2 separate regions of the Gossypium hirsutum genome follow, and region 2 is linked to region 1. The links are chromatin contacts, called in public Hi-C maps. All regions are on one chromosome and are shown on one strand. The core of a region is the stretch at or near the end of the contact, and the rest is flanking DNA. Distances in the headings are between cores, read along the strand shown.

Region 1 (7,277 bases), core at 1,804-4,303:
TACCTCCTAAAAACTCTTTCAGTAATGTATCAAATAATGATCTTATATATAATTTCGTTCCCATGCATGGATAAAAGACTGTCAGCCATTGATTTTAACCAAGCATTTTGGTTAAGATACTTTGTAAGTTGAAAGGCAAATAGAAGCCACAAATCTCAACCATGGAAAACCAGCTATTTTTTCCCTGATAATACTCCCAAATCACGTTGTGGACATCATACTGCCACTTCACCATGTTTTCACTTCCATAACTTCTCATATCTCTGCCTATTTCTGATTACTGAAGAAAATTTAAACCTGCTTCCATATAGTGCCAACTAAGTTGAATCCATCTTTTACATAGACTAAAATGGAAGCTAATTCTCCAAATTCACAGTCACACTAAGCCAAGCTTTACCTTCTTTGATGAAGCTACTACAGAATTTGGGCCTTATTGATGCTCAAAATCATCAACTAATTAGCAGCGATACTGTAATATCATACAAGAGAACAATATTTTTAAAGAAAAACCCAGTTAGAAACATGCAGCATTCTTTTACGTTACATACCTGTCTAATATGGCCATTTTATCAAATATTGGATACCTGTGACATTTAAACTTACACTATCATGGCCTGAGAACCACCAAGGGTGAATATATATGACCTCTCCCAAATTCACACCAATATACATACCACAAAGATTCAAATGTCACAGTTCATGACCTTGGTTGTTAGTGATTTATCAGGTTAACATAGACAAAGTGCAGGAATTGAAAAAGAATAATATAATCTGTTAGAGGCTTTAATATACAAAATCACTGCAAAAACATAGGTTATCAATCTTTGTATCATAAAGAGAACCCACACCCTTGTTAAGAAATGCCCTTATGTCATAATTCATGACCTTGTTCGCTAATCAATAATCCAACAAATAGAAGAAATAAAACCTCAATCATAATCTAATTGGCTAGCATCTAAACCATGCACAGAAGGGAACAAGTAGTGATAAACATGCAATTCATGCATTCAAAACGTAGCCGACTGGTAGTATCAAATTACTCTAATGATATCTAATTAGGTACTAGACAAAAAAGAGTTAACTATGAATGTAGGCAACAAAAAAAGCAAGTTAAAGGTGTGTTGTGACACCATAGAGTGATTGCAAGAAAGTGTTATTACTACAGTAGTAATAACACCCTCTTGTAATTACAAAGAATTATAACTCTCTATATGTGTTTGGCTAGTAGAGTGTAACTACATCTTAAAGAAATAAAAAAGCTAAAGTATGAAAGTCATCAAGACTAATTACTTGCATAGTTCCTCCAATTCTCAGCATCTCCTAAGAAATGAAGCAAGTAATTGGGGTGCTACAATTATACTCAATTCGATGGGACTCACTAATTACAATAATTACCTATCCATGACAAACATATGTAATTAGGAACGATTACATTGTGTGGCATCTCACTTTTATCTACCTCCCAGAAGGTAAATGGAAAACCTTGATATTTGATTCCATAAGATGTTACAAGAATATGTTTCCCTAATATAACAAAAGCTAATTGGAAATGAAAGAAAACAAAGTACAAGTTCTTTACCTATATTTTAATTTTCTTCGCGTATTTCTGGTACTAATCTATCTGAGTCTGATATTTATATACAGAACCAAATTTCTTACTAGGTTATCTTCTAAATCGAGATCCTTTGTTAGGTTTACCAGTATTCCTCCCATCCCATGAAGAAGACCAGAAAAACAGAGACATCCAGAAAAGAACAGCAAAGAAGATCCGTGCACGATCCTGAAATCTAGACAACTTTCCCTCTAATCCTGTTCCACAGACAAAAGGATCATAAGAATACCAGAACTGGTTGCCTTCAAAGCAGTTTCAATGGAATCTTGACTTCAAATACAACAAGCAAACAAGAAAGAGTCAAATTTAGCTAATTATATGCAATGAAAAAAATATGGGTCTTTTAATACCGCCCTTTGGTAGCATTACATTGTCACGACAGATATTTCTGATCTCTATCACCAAAAATCACCATCTCCATAGCAACTTTCAAATTGGTACACACATTCGTGATCCCATTAACATATAATCTATTATAAAAATCATCGAATAAAAGAAACAAATCACAAGCTTCAAATTTTACTTATGATAACACAAAACTATATAAAAATTCCCAAAAGAAAAGTTTTACATTCAATAAATCATATTTCGTTCCTACTAAGGAAACAAAGAAGACTGCCCTATCGAATTGTGAATTGGTTCTAGTTTTCATTCCTCGTACCAGACCAATCCGCATTCCAAGTAACAATGGTTCTAAACAGTTGCTTTTACTCCAATGATGCATTAACGGATGATGTGTAAAATTAAGTACCAGTTCTTGTTAAAAAATACACTACTAATCTACTATGTTCACTTGGGTGTTAATTATGGAAAACAGTAACAAACAAAACACTCATCCACTTTTGAAGAGCCAGAAATGTTACTGGTAATCTAAAATTTTCTTTTCCTTTTTTGATTCTTAATCCAGAAAAAAGAAAATAAAGAGAGAAAGCAACTATTAATTGCTACACTAAGCTTCTGAACTTACAACTAACATATTTGCAATTTCAAGACTGAATTTTAAAGGAAGAAGAAAAGAAAACAACTTGACAACTAGAAAGAAAAGACAAAATATGAGCGGAAAATATCCAAAGTCTAAATTTTCCATAATTATTCACACACACAAGAAAAAATCAAAGAAATTAATCCAAATCCAACTCCAATCGCATGAACACACAATCAGCAAAAGTTAAAAAAAAAAAAGAGAAAAAAAGGTGGAAACCTGGGGGGTCAGAGTCAGGCGGAGAAGGTGGAGGGGAGCCGGCAGAGAGACAACGTGGAGGGCGGGTAGGGGAAAAGGAACGGAGGCGGACGGGGAGGGAGGGAGAGAGGGGATGAAACCTGGGGGGAAAGATCAAAGATTTGGAAAAGGAATAAGAGTGGTGGGGTGAAGGTGCGAAAGGGGTGAGCATTTCCATTTTTCTGGTATCCATGCAACCAACTCACTTAAACTCCCCAAATTATCGTTTATATAGTAGTGGGCTTGGACTATAAGGCTAATTTCATTTTTCTCATCTGAAATTGGGCCTACCAATTTGGTACTCTCGTTTTTGTGGGGAGTTTTAATTTTTAAAGTATTTTTTTAAAATTAAAGGAGGGGTTGATTTGAAAATTCAATTAAATGGCTCACAAGATTTTAGATGGTGAGTGAAATTTTACATAAATTATTTTTAACAATCGACTCAATTTTAATTTAACTCGTATCGATACTACTATAAGTGTAGAAAAATATGAATTCAAATGTACTAAATATATTTATCCATTTATTTAAATTATGCTTAGTTTTATAGACTTATTGAAGTCTTCTTTGTAAAAGATCTAATTGGGCAATATTTTTATTTAAATTATAATGTATTTATTCCATCTAATCATTCATATCTTAATTCATATATATATATATATATCAGGTAATATTGGATTAACATAAGAAATTTATAACCTTTTTGACAATTTGAAAAATGGATTCTTAGTATAATAATTACAAATTTCGAATTTTATTTTGAAAAGTGATCGATTTATTAATTTTTAATTAAAATTTGATATCACCAATAATTTATTTGAATTTAAGTTATTCAAATCTTAAATTCAAAATCTTGGCTTAACGAAAACTTTCAACTTTTAGAAATTTTAAAATTTTAAGTTCAAATTATGTATACGTAAATTATATGCGAGTAAATTAATTTGAGTTAAATTAGTCTCATCCATGTAAAGCTTCAACAATTTATTTAAATTTATTTGTATTCAAGTAATTCAATCTTCATTTCACCATTAAGGCCTTAATTTAATTATAGTTGTTTATAAAAGGACACATAATCAGCAACTCAAAATGTTGACCTTCACGTTGACTCAACTTGAAAAGAGGTTTAGTTGGACCATTTGCCAGGATCAAAGGAGTACCAACCCTTCATTCCCTTGAAAATGGCCAGGCACCTGCTTTAAGGATGAACATTCTTTTAAGTGTAAACATGCCCTCAAGACGATGAGGGACCTACTTGAGCATAACAACCTTCTATTAATTGAATAACATATTTAGTCCATGCTTTTTAGAACATGCTTTATACAAAGAAGAATAGCATATTTAGTACTGCTCAAACTATGAATAACATGCTTTATACAAAGAAGAATAGCAGCAACTACTGCTAACAAATCCTAAGCAGACTAACTTCTAATCAAACTAACTACTCCAACTGACTCTTAGTTACTCTAATATTCACCCATCACTCACGTCTTGTAACACCAAGTTTACTCTACAATTGAAAAAAAATGTGGAGGATACGACTTGGTAAGTATGTCAGCAACTTGATCAAGGCACTGGAACTTCACTTACAACAATTCTTTCGTAAGCAACTTTCTCACGAGCAAAGAACAAATCAAGCTCGACGTGTTTGAATTTCAAATAAAGAACTGAATTGGCTAAAACAGCAATGACATTTGAATTGTCACACCAAATAGCAGATTTGTCATTTGAAACCATGCGAAGCTCACTCAACAATGACTCAAGCCATGTAACATCAGCAGTAGCAGCAATACTCCTATATTCGGCTTTTGTTATCATCAAGACACAACTTGCTGCTTTTTAGAACACTAAGAGACGATATTACTACCAAAAAACACACAATACCCAGTTGTGGATCGACAATCATCAAAATCAAGACCCCAATTCGCATCAGCATATACAACCAAAGATAACTTGTCAAAAGGTTGTATTTGTATACCATAATCAATAGTGTTATAAAGATAATGCAAAATTTGTTTAGTCGCAACATAATGAACATCAGTTAGGGCATGCATGAACTGACAAATGTGGTTGACAGCATAAGCAATGTCAGGATAAGTGAGAACCACATATTGTAATTCCCTAGCAATGCTTCGATACTCATGCAGATTTTCAAGTGATCCTCTCATATGTTTAGACAACTAACAAGAACTAACCATAGGCATAGAACCTCCTTTTGCATTCTCCATACGGCATCTCTCTAGCAAATTAAGTACATACTTCCACTGACTTAGATGTAGCCCACCACTATCGAGATGAGCAACTTTAGTGCCTAAGAAATAATAAAGAAATCTTATATCTTTGTGTGAAAACTCAATATGCATCATACTAACAAACTCATCAATTTTTGTATCTAAGTTACCAGTAATAATTATATCATCCACATAAACCAATACATACATACGACATGTGTCGATAACCCAAACAAACAAAGAAGCATCAGATTTAGAAAACGCAAACACAATGGAAATAAGAAATGTCTTCAACTTGTCAAACCACGCTTTTAGAGCCTATCATAACCCATACAAAACTTTATTCAAACAAAAAACAAGAGGTTGTTGCATGTATACCTCTTCAGTTAAATCACCATTAAGAAAAGCGTTGTTCACATCCATTTAACGCAACTGCTAGCGGTTTGTAACAACAACAGAAAGAATAGTACGAATCGTAGTCAGTTTAACCATTGGACTAAATGTTTCCCAAAAATCACAGCCAGAAACTTGATAACACCTTTTTCCAACTAATCTCCCCTTTCGTCGAGCCACGGTACCATCAGAATTGCATTTCACCTTAAATATCCACTTACAGCCAATAGCTTTGCGACCCAGAGGTAATGGAACTAAAGTCCAAGTATTGTTGCAGATCAAGGCATCATATTCCTTGTGAGCAACTTTCCTCTATTCATTACTAACAAAGGCCTCTTCAATATTGTAAGGTTCACGTTCATCAAGCTCAACAGTCAAGACCTTTGGTTTAAAAACACCTACTTTCGACCAGGTAACCATATGATGAGTATTGATGGGAAGAACTAGCGGTAATAAAAGAATAGAACAACAAGAGTTAGAACTTCAGGTGTAAGTGAACACAAACTAAACCCATCATCATGTGCAATACCACCAATCTCTGTAAACGGACTAGTAGCCGAAAAAGAAGAAGCAAGAGAACACCGTGATGACTAATTAAGACGTGTAACAGGAGATACTAAAACTTGAGTACCCAAATGAGATGATAAGACACTATGCGACTTGGGCATGAAACGAGGGTATACCACGAGAACACATGTGGTAACACGATCCAAACCTGTAGGCGAACAACTAGTACTAGTTGACGGTGCAAACAAAAATTGATTTTGTTAGCTCAATAATTCAACTCGAAATCACCAAGAAGGGGGTGAATTGGCCTCTTAAAAATTTTTGGTTGCCAAGAAAAGCATAGAGACAATAAAAACTTTAATTTATAGTGGTTCGGCCCCAATTACCTACTCCACTACCTTAGCTTTCAACAATTAAGGATTTTCCCAAATTTACTAATTTAATAACCTTTGAAGACAATGTTTAACCTTACAATCTCCCTTAAGATTTCTACCCAAAATCTTAATATTGCAACTCCTTTAAGGTTTCTACCCAAACCTTAAGACTTAACCCTCTCAAAGAGTAAATACAGATAGTAAACTAAGAAGTTATCTTTACAAGATCAAAATGTTTTCCAATTAAGCACAAATAAACAAGAACACACTTGAGCTAAAGAATAACAATGAAGGCTCACAAGTGTGTACAATAAAAGTATGAAAGAATTAAGCATTAAGGTTGTATTGATTGATCTTTTGGTTTGATTATCTCTTTTGTTGTTATAGGACCTTTAGAAGATGATATTTATACCCTATAATTCATTTTCAACCATTGTGATTGTTGGAAACATGAATAGAGTCATTGGGATGAAAATATCAAATCATTAAATTTACCTACTATAATTAAATTTAATGTTTGATTCAGTGATCGTTAAAGTTAGTTTACAACTATACCAAAGACAATTTATCAATACTTGGTAAAAGGTATCGATACTTTTTGAAAAGGTATTGATATTTTGAAAACTACCGATACTTGATACTTTTTGGCCTGGAGCAATACTGACTTGTTTTAAAATAGTTTTAACTTGATTGAAAATTTTTACCTCAATTGAAACCATTTTAACTTGATTTTATCATTTTGCTAAATTTGTTCAACTTTAAGTTTTATTCAAAACCATTTTAATTTGTTATATCAAAACATATTATCAAATAAAGCTAGGTATAACAAATTCTCATCAAACACCACATGACGCGAAACAAACACCTGGCCATCAGTAGCAAGACATTGATAACCATTGTGTTGTGGACTATATCCAAGAAATGTGCACGGATGAAATCGGAAC
Region 2 (7,277 bases), core at 1,624-4,123, 130 kb before region 1:
CGTCATCAGAAATGATTTAGGGCCGATTATGGAAAGTGGGTCGATTCTGAATAGTAACGTTGTAGATGCTTTTTCAGCAGAGGCTTTGGCTTGTCTCCAAGTCTTAACCTTTGCTAAGGACACGGGGTTCTCACAGGTGGTGATTGAGGGGGACTCTAGAATGACTATAATGAAGGCTCGTAGAGGGATTACAGATAGATCTGTTATTGGAATTTTTACTGAAGATATTAGAGTGATGTCCCTTATTTTATTTCTGTTTTATTTCAACATGCAGATCGAGATTCAAATACTGTTGCCCATACAATTGCTAAAAATGGGTTTAAGCTGGGAAACTCTCATTTTTGGGTTGAAGATGTACCTCATGAAGCTGCTAAGCTGAGATGGTTGAAAATGACCGTCGGTCATTGCAGATTCCTGAAGGGACTTGATTCTACGATTGCTTGTGACCTCTTGACTGGAAGACTATCGGAGTTCTGGGTTTGGATGATTTCTATCTAGAGGAGAAGATGGAAGGTCTCCTTCTATTGATGATTCATTTTCCTCTGCTCCGAGGCAATTTTCTTCTTTTGTTTTGGTTTCTGTTTTATATTTCCTATTAATTACTTCTTTCTTTATAGCTGTTTGTTTGTTCCCCAAATGACTGAAAAGTCAGACTTGTATTTTATTGGGGTTGTTGGATTTGTTTTTTAGTATATTTTTTGCCTCGATTTTTTACTTAAAAAGAAACACTATTATTAAATAAGAGGGTAAACTACAACAATGTCCCTAAACTAGTAGTAAGTTTAAGTTTTGGTCGCTTAACTTCAAAAAATTACAAAATGATCACTAAACTATACAAAAGTTTTCATTTAAGTTACTACGCTATTAAGTTTTTGTTTTTCAAAAGCCTGGCTAGTGGGCTCCAAACGACGATTCGACGATCGGTATAATGGATTAGTACCCATCGACGAATAGAAAAATAAACTTTAGATCCAAGTCGATCTGACGATCAATGTTGGAGATTGAAAAAGAAAGTTGTTTGGATTTTGGTCTACAAATTTGTGACATTCAAAATTGTTTCATGAAAAAAATTGAATTGTAGAAAAGAAGGGAAAGAGAGCTTTTGATTGGTGTAGGCGGTTCGAGCATAAAGGGTTGTATAGCAACGATTTTAACAACCGGTAGCTTGAATGAAAATTTTTGAATAATTTAACGACTATTTTTAAATTTTTTAAAATTGAATAACCAAAACATAAATAAAATATGAATCTCCTTAATTCCTTCAAAACAATTTAGAAACATTGCTTAAAGTCATTTTTACTATAAAAAAATTTACTAATAATTTAGTGACATTAAATATAATTTACCTAAATAAAATAGGAATCTCCTTTTTAAGTCCTTCAAAATAACCATGATAGATTATAACCTTTGCAAGTGTTGGCCCAAAACACATCTCGTTGGGCATGAGCCTATGGCGAGATTTGAGAGCCTTCAGACACACTAGTATCAAAATGACTTTTCATTGAGTTCTAGGAAGGAAAAGAAAAGGTATTTTAGAATACCTCTTATGAAATAAAGGTTAATTGTTTTGCTTCCATTAGTCCCTGAGTTTACCAACTCTCGAACCTTGCCCATGGTTAAGTGATAAAGATTAACACCTAACCATTGAGAACAAGGAGTGAGCCAGTGATATGTTTTATAGATTTTATATTATAACCCATAATGGGTACATGGCAACAATTACATTTTTATTACGAAGAAAATTTTGTTATGCATTCTGTGACTGAAATGGTAAGCTGGTTGGCAAATTTTAGAATTAAGTTTTTTGTTTAGTTTATTAATTGCATTTTAAATTGGGTTGAGTTTACATAAACCATTTTTAATGGTAAGCTAGTTGACTGGCATAGGTCGGGTTTAGAGTGTTACTTTAGGTTTTAGATAATGAATTTAATTGTTTTTGAATTAGTGATTTAATATAAATTAAACATATATAATTTTATATAATAATATTTGGGTCAGGCTCAGGTAAAAAATTTTTGTCCAAGGCTCAACCTATATAGAAAACAAGTCTTAAATTTTATCCAAGTCTATATTTTAAATTTCATATTTTACATAAACCACTGCACTCTCCCCACTACCCTTCCTTGTCCACCCTTGGTCCCGCTTGAGTCCTAATGCTGCCATTATGTTACACTAACACACACCAGCTGCTCCACCCTTGCTTCTCAAAGTATCAGCAATCACCATAGAGCAACCTAGGCCATCGTTTCGGCCCACTGCCACAACCAAAGCCAGCCACATCGTAGCAAGATCAAGCCTGCATCTCCGACCACCCTCTTAGTCATTACCCTAAATAGTTTAAAAATCAAAAGTTTTTATAAATTTTTATAATAAATTTATAATTTCTTAAAACTTTAATATTTTTTCAATAATTATTAAAATCTTAATGTATATTTGTAATTTTTATAAGTTTCTTTTATAATTTCCTATAATTGGATAAATTTTAAATAATTTTTATAAGCTTTACAATTTTACCATATTTTTATAATTTTTATATTAAAAAAATGAAAGATTAAATCTAGTGCTTCTGTGTGTCCATTAGCTGATTTTAATGGCCAACAAAGACAAATACAAAAATTATTAGTAGAAGGGTTTAATTAAATTTTTGAGCGATAATGATTCAATTGGGTGCGAATTAAGTCGAATAGCTTAATTATTATTATTTTTTAAATTCTTCTTATGAACTTTTCATACTTACAACTTACAAGACATTAATTTTTTAATTATTTTAAATAAATCGACTAACCAACTTCACGGATAAAACCAATTATAATAGAATGATGGGGGGTTAAATATAAGAGAATAAACCAATTATTGGCTCACCCCTAAAAAGACTACAGGCCATGGCCCAAAATACATCAGGTTGGGCATGAGCCTATGGCAACAATTTCACACATTTACTCCTATCAAAATGGATTTTTCCTTGAGTTCTCATAAATGATTTCTTTTTCATTTTTTTGTTTACTTTTTAAAGAAAACAAAATGGATTTTTACTTCAATTTATATAAATGATTTTTTTTCATTTTCCTTTATTTTTTAAATAAAATAAAAAGGTATTTTAGAATACCTCATTTCGTATTTTAATTTTGGTTTTGGTTTTCTTTGATTTCCTATGCTTACCGGCTCTCGATCCTTGTCAAGGATAAGTGAAAAGCACTTAACCATTGAGGACAAGCAAAGAGCCAGTAACCCATTTCCCCAACTTTAACTTTTATTATCATTTCCATCACATTTAGATTCCGCTATTAAAAAGAATCCAAGAGCCTGCAGTAAAATTCAATATGGGTCAAGTCAAAACGGCAGCAGCAACTACAATAATAATAATTCTTTTTTATATTTTATTACAAAGTAAATTGATTATTGCATTTTGTGTTTTAACTCGAATGCTAAGGTGGATATGTTTAAGAATTAGAGTATTTGTATCATGGTAGTCGGCAATAGTGGTTGATATAATTTTAGTCTTTAATTTATACATGAGTAATTGTTTTGATTGTAATCGTAAAGTTGAAGAGTTTAAGAGTGGGTTTGGATGGGCGATTGGGTGCGGTGCGGTGCGTTTAGCTTACTTTTTGTCTCACGCTACAGTATCGTTACAGTATCTAATCTCACCGCCACCGCTGTTTTTACACTAATGGCTCCTTTGGATGCCAACGCACAACAGTGCGTTGAATTTTTTCCCCTTTATTATCAATCTCATTGCACTGGACTGGACTCTGGACAGCCTTTGAATGTGTTGGCTTCCAGCACAGTGAGGAGTTTCTACTGCACTGGACAGCTTTAAGCTGACCGGTAAAAGTTCCAGTAGGGCAGTAGACATTTTTAGAAGACAATAATACCCTAAATATTATACCAAACCCCATTCATTCTCTTATCTCAAATTCAGCAAGATTCTTAGAAGAAGAAGAAGAGCTAGCTAACCTTTCTAACAGGAACATGATTACGAGGATGTTTGGTTTTCAAATCAACAGTAAGATAATGTTTGGGTTTTGCTGATGAAGAGCTGAAACGAATCAAACCAGCTTCACGAGCAGATTTAAAGTACTGAGTTATGGGCAATTCATTTGCATGATCCCAGTCTCCAAATGCTGGAATTTGCCCACTTCTCTTGCAATTATAATCCTAGTTAAACAGGCAAAACAAGAAAAATCCCACCTTAGATTTAGCTTTAAAGAAGAAATTCAAACAAGAAGAGAAACACAACTTACATCCATGGTGGTCGGCTGTTATTTTGAATCTAAAATAAAAATAAGAGCAAATTGAAAAGGTGTTAGGTGACTTTTAAGGGTTGTGTTTAAAGAAAGTGAGATGAAAAAGTTGAAAAGAAGATATGGGGATTCTCAAGGAAGTTAAAAGAAGATACAGATTCTAGTTTCAGAAATTACACTGAAGAAGAGAATGAATTTAATCTAGCAATGATGTTATTACTTGGTCTATATTTTTTCCCTAATTTTGGCTTAAATTATTAGGCATTAGTTTCACAAACTGGAAAAAATAAGAAGGCATGAACGGGTATTCAGAGAAGAAAAGAACATGAAGAAGAATGAGTTGGAATGGATGAGTTTAATCATATTTTTATTTTGGAAAAAATTAAATAAAAATAAAAATCATAAAATTTAGGATAAAAATATTAATATAATATTAAACTATAATAAAGAGATAATATCTCTATTTCATATAATTCTTACTCTAATATTTCATTACTCAAAAAAACACCTGAGAGAAAAATATAGTAGGAATAATAATACTAAAAAAAAGCAAATAATATAATCCAAAATTTCCATTTATCGTAATTTGTGTCATATTAGGGATGAAGTTAAATGATACTTTTATTTATTAATTAAACATGAAACCGGAAATTTTCTAAAATTTAAATTGAATTGGCTTATGGATTAAATCGTAGAGGAAAGTAAAGTGGTATGTTAAATGTAAGGAGGAAGAATTTAATTGATTGGAAATTGATAGGGATTAGTTGAGGAATTGGCCAAAGCCCTTGGGAGTAAATTGACCATGTTTTGTGGAGAAAGTAAATCATCTCCTTGGACCCTTGGGTGAGAGCAAAAGAAAAAGAGTTACTATAACAAAATTAAAAATAATTATCATTTTATCTAATAAATAATTTAAATTAATTTTATAATTCATTAAAATATTGAAAGATACATTTTAATATTTTATTAAATGAATTTATAAATTCACATATTTTAATAATTTAAAAAAGTAAAATAATTTAAATAACTTCTATTATATATCAATTCTAATCTGATGTCCTTAATAGTCATTTTTTATTCTCACCTCACCGCTACAGCTGCGTTTGAATCCAAACACACACTCCACCATTGTTTCTAATCTCACTGCTACAGTATCCAATCTCACCGCTACAGTAACTAATCTCACCGCCACCGCTGTTTTTAACCTCACCGGAGGTAAACACACCGCTCATCCAAACTAGTCCTTCCGCAGGTAAACGCACCGCCCATCCAAACTTACCCTAAGTTTGCAACTCTCTTGCCCTCCATCCTTTTAATTTTCATCTTTCTCTTCCCTTTACTCAAATGATACTCTAACCTCGGTCGTTCGAAGGGGGTGGTTGTCTCTTTAGTCTTTCCTTTTAGACAAGAGCTAGGCAGGAGTCCTCTCTTGTCGGATCCTCATGGGAGCTTCCCATGTTTGATGGAACTTTATTCCTTTCCTTGCTCGGGGCTTATGTGCGGGCATTTTCTGATGATTTCTAGCAGGGTTACACAGGGGCGAAGCTAGAATTTTTTTTAGGGGGTCAAAATTAAATTGTAATTTTTACGATAGTAAAAATGTAAATTTTAAAGGACTAAATAAAAAATTTATCATTTTTAGGGGACCAAAGTGAAATTTTACCTTTATTAATTTAAATTTTTTAAAAATTTAAAAGGCCAAAATGGAAAATTTTCCATTTTATGGGGGCCTAGGCCCCTACTAGCCCCCTAGATTCGCCCATGGGGCCACGTGGTTTCAGTGTTTCCTAAGCCCTATCTGCTACCTTGATTTGTCGCCAAATGGGAAGAGAAGAGACTGTCAATGCACCAGGCTTGTTTTTTTGGTAGCAGAATTCTCACATGATGGTTTGACTCCTGGCCTTTTGAAGACTGTCTAAATTTTAAGGTGATTGCTTTTTGCTAGTGCTTGCTTTTGAGGCCATCGTTGTGGTGCGTACTTAAGAGTTGCTTTCTATAATTTCCTGAATTGGACAACCTATATTAGGAGTTGGCAAAATTACCATGGAGGCCCCTATATTAGGAGTTAAATTGCATTTTGCCCTTTTTATTAAAAAAATGGGCAAATTAGTCCCTGTTCATAATATCAAAGAGCAAATTGGTTTTTCTGTTAAAATTTCCTCCATTTTTTTGTTAAAAATTGATCCATGTACATCAACATGAGGTACATATGGTACATCACTTGTTGTTAGTTATTCTGTTAAGCACGTTAATTTTTAATAGTATAAATAGATGAAATTTTAACGAAAAGGACCAATTCACTCATTCAATTATATGTAGGACTAATTTGCCCATTTATTAATAGAGGAGGTAAAATGAAATTTAACTCATTGTACAAAGGTCTCTATGATACTTTTACCATCATAAGTTCTATTTACCATGTAATATTTTCTCTCTTTTTCTTAAAAAACCAATATTAATATTATCTATGAATTTTTTAAAAAAAATATTTTATTATAAAGAAAAAAAAGGTATTTTAGAACACCTTAAAATTTATATAAATGATCATCACCATTGTCTACCAACCTTGAACCATCAACTTTGTTGTTAACACGCATAATGTGCAACCACAAAGGCAATGAAGGTTAGTAATCCTTATTTTGCACAATTTAATACTTAACTATGAGCATAAAAAAAAAAAGGCATAGTAAAATTTTGTGATTTATTTCATAATTTCATCCCAACAGATATGGTACATGATAAGGGGAAAAACAATATTGTCAATTTTATGTAAATTTGTTGTAGATATGTATAGAACCTCTATTTCATTGAAGAGTGAAGTCCTACTAGATAGTAGAAATATTATTTTATTCATATAAGACAAATATTTTGATATAAACAAAAATAATTGATGTATTTGATGTATTTTTATTATTCTCATGATATTATAACTCAAGGTTTAAAGTAAGAAGATGTATTTGATGTATTTTTCAATATAATCCAAATTGCTAGGTCTGGTTACAGTCCCTATACCATTGAAACCAACCATAGGAG

The links. Hi-C and Micro-C count contacts between places; a contact is called where the count stands out from the background.
Region 2: a Hi-C map of hypocotyl shows a contact between it and region 1, with 5 times the contacts expected there. The contact joins the enhancer-like site here to the promoter of LOC107914518 in region 1. A contact is called at or near these places in 12 of 34 Hi-C or Micro-C datasets (anther, callus, hypocotyl and 1 more).

What each region holds. Positions count from the first base shown.
Region 1 is chrD10:9,150,145-9,157,421 of Gossypium_hirsutum_v2.1, reverse strand. It overlaps LOC107914518, which reads right to left and starts at 3,053. Exons shown (of 2, transcript XM_016843458.2): 1 at 2,814-3,053; 2 at 1,471-1,809. The coding sequence starts at 3,024. The coding sequence ends at 1,664. LOC121222378 (a long non-coding RNA gene) reads right to left here. Exons shown (of 5, transcript XR_005919628.1): 5 at 7,048-7,277.
Region 2 is chrD10:9,276,692-9,283,968 of Gossypium_hirsutum_v2.1, reverse strand. No RefSeq gene overlaps it. Among protein-coding and RNA genes, the nearest start is that of LOC107915856, 32 kb to the right of the region's middle. Within about 2 kb of position 2,873, at least 4 of the 9 cell types and tissues checked have an H3K27ac peak or open chromatin away from gene starts, as enhancers often do. A contact at or near this core is called in hypocotyl and leaf, where this site is marked.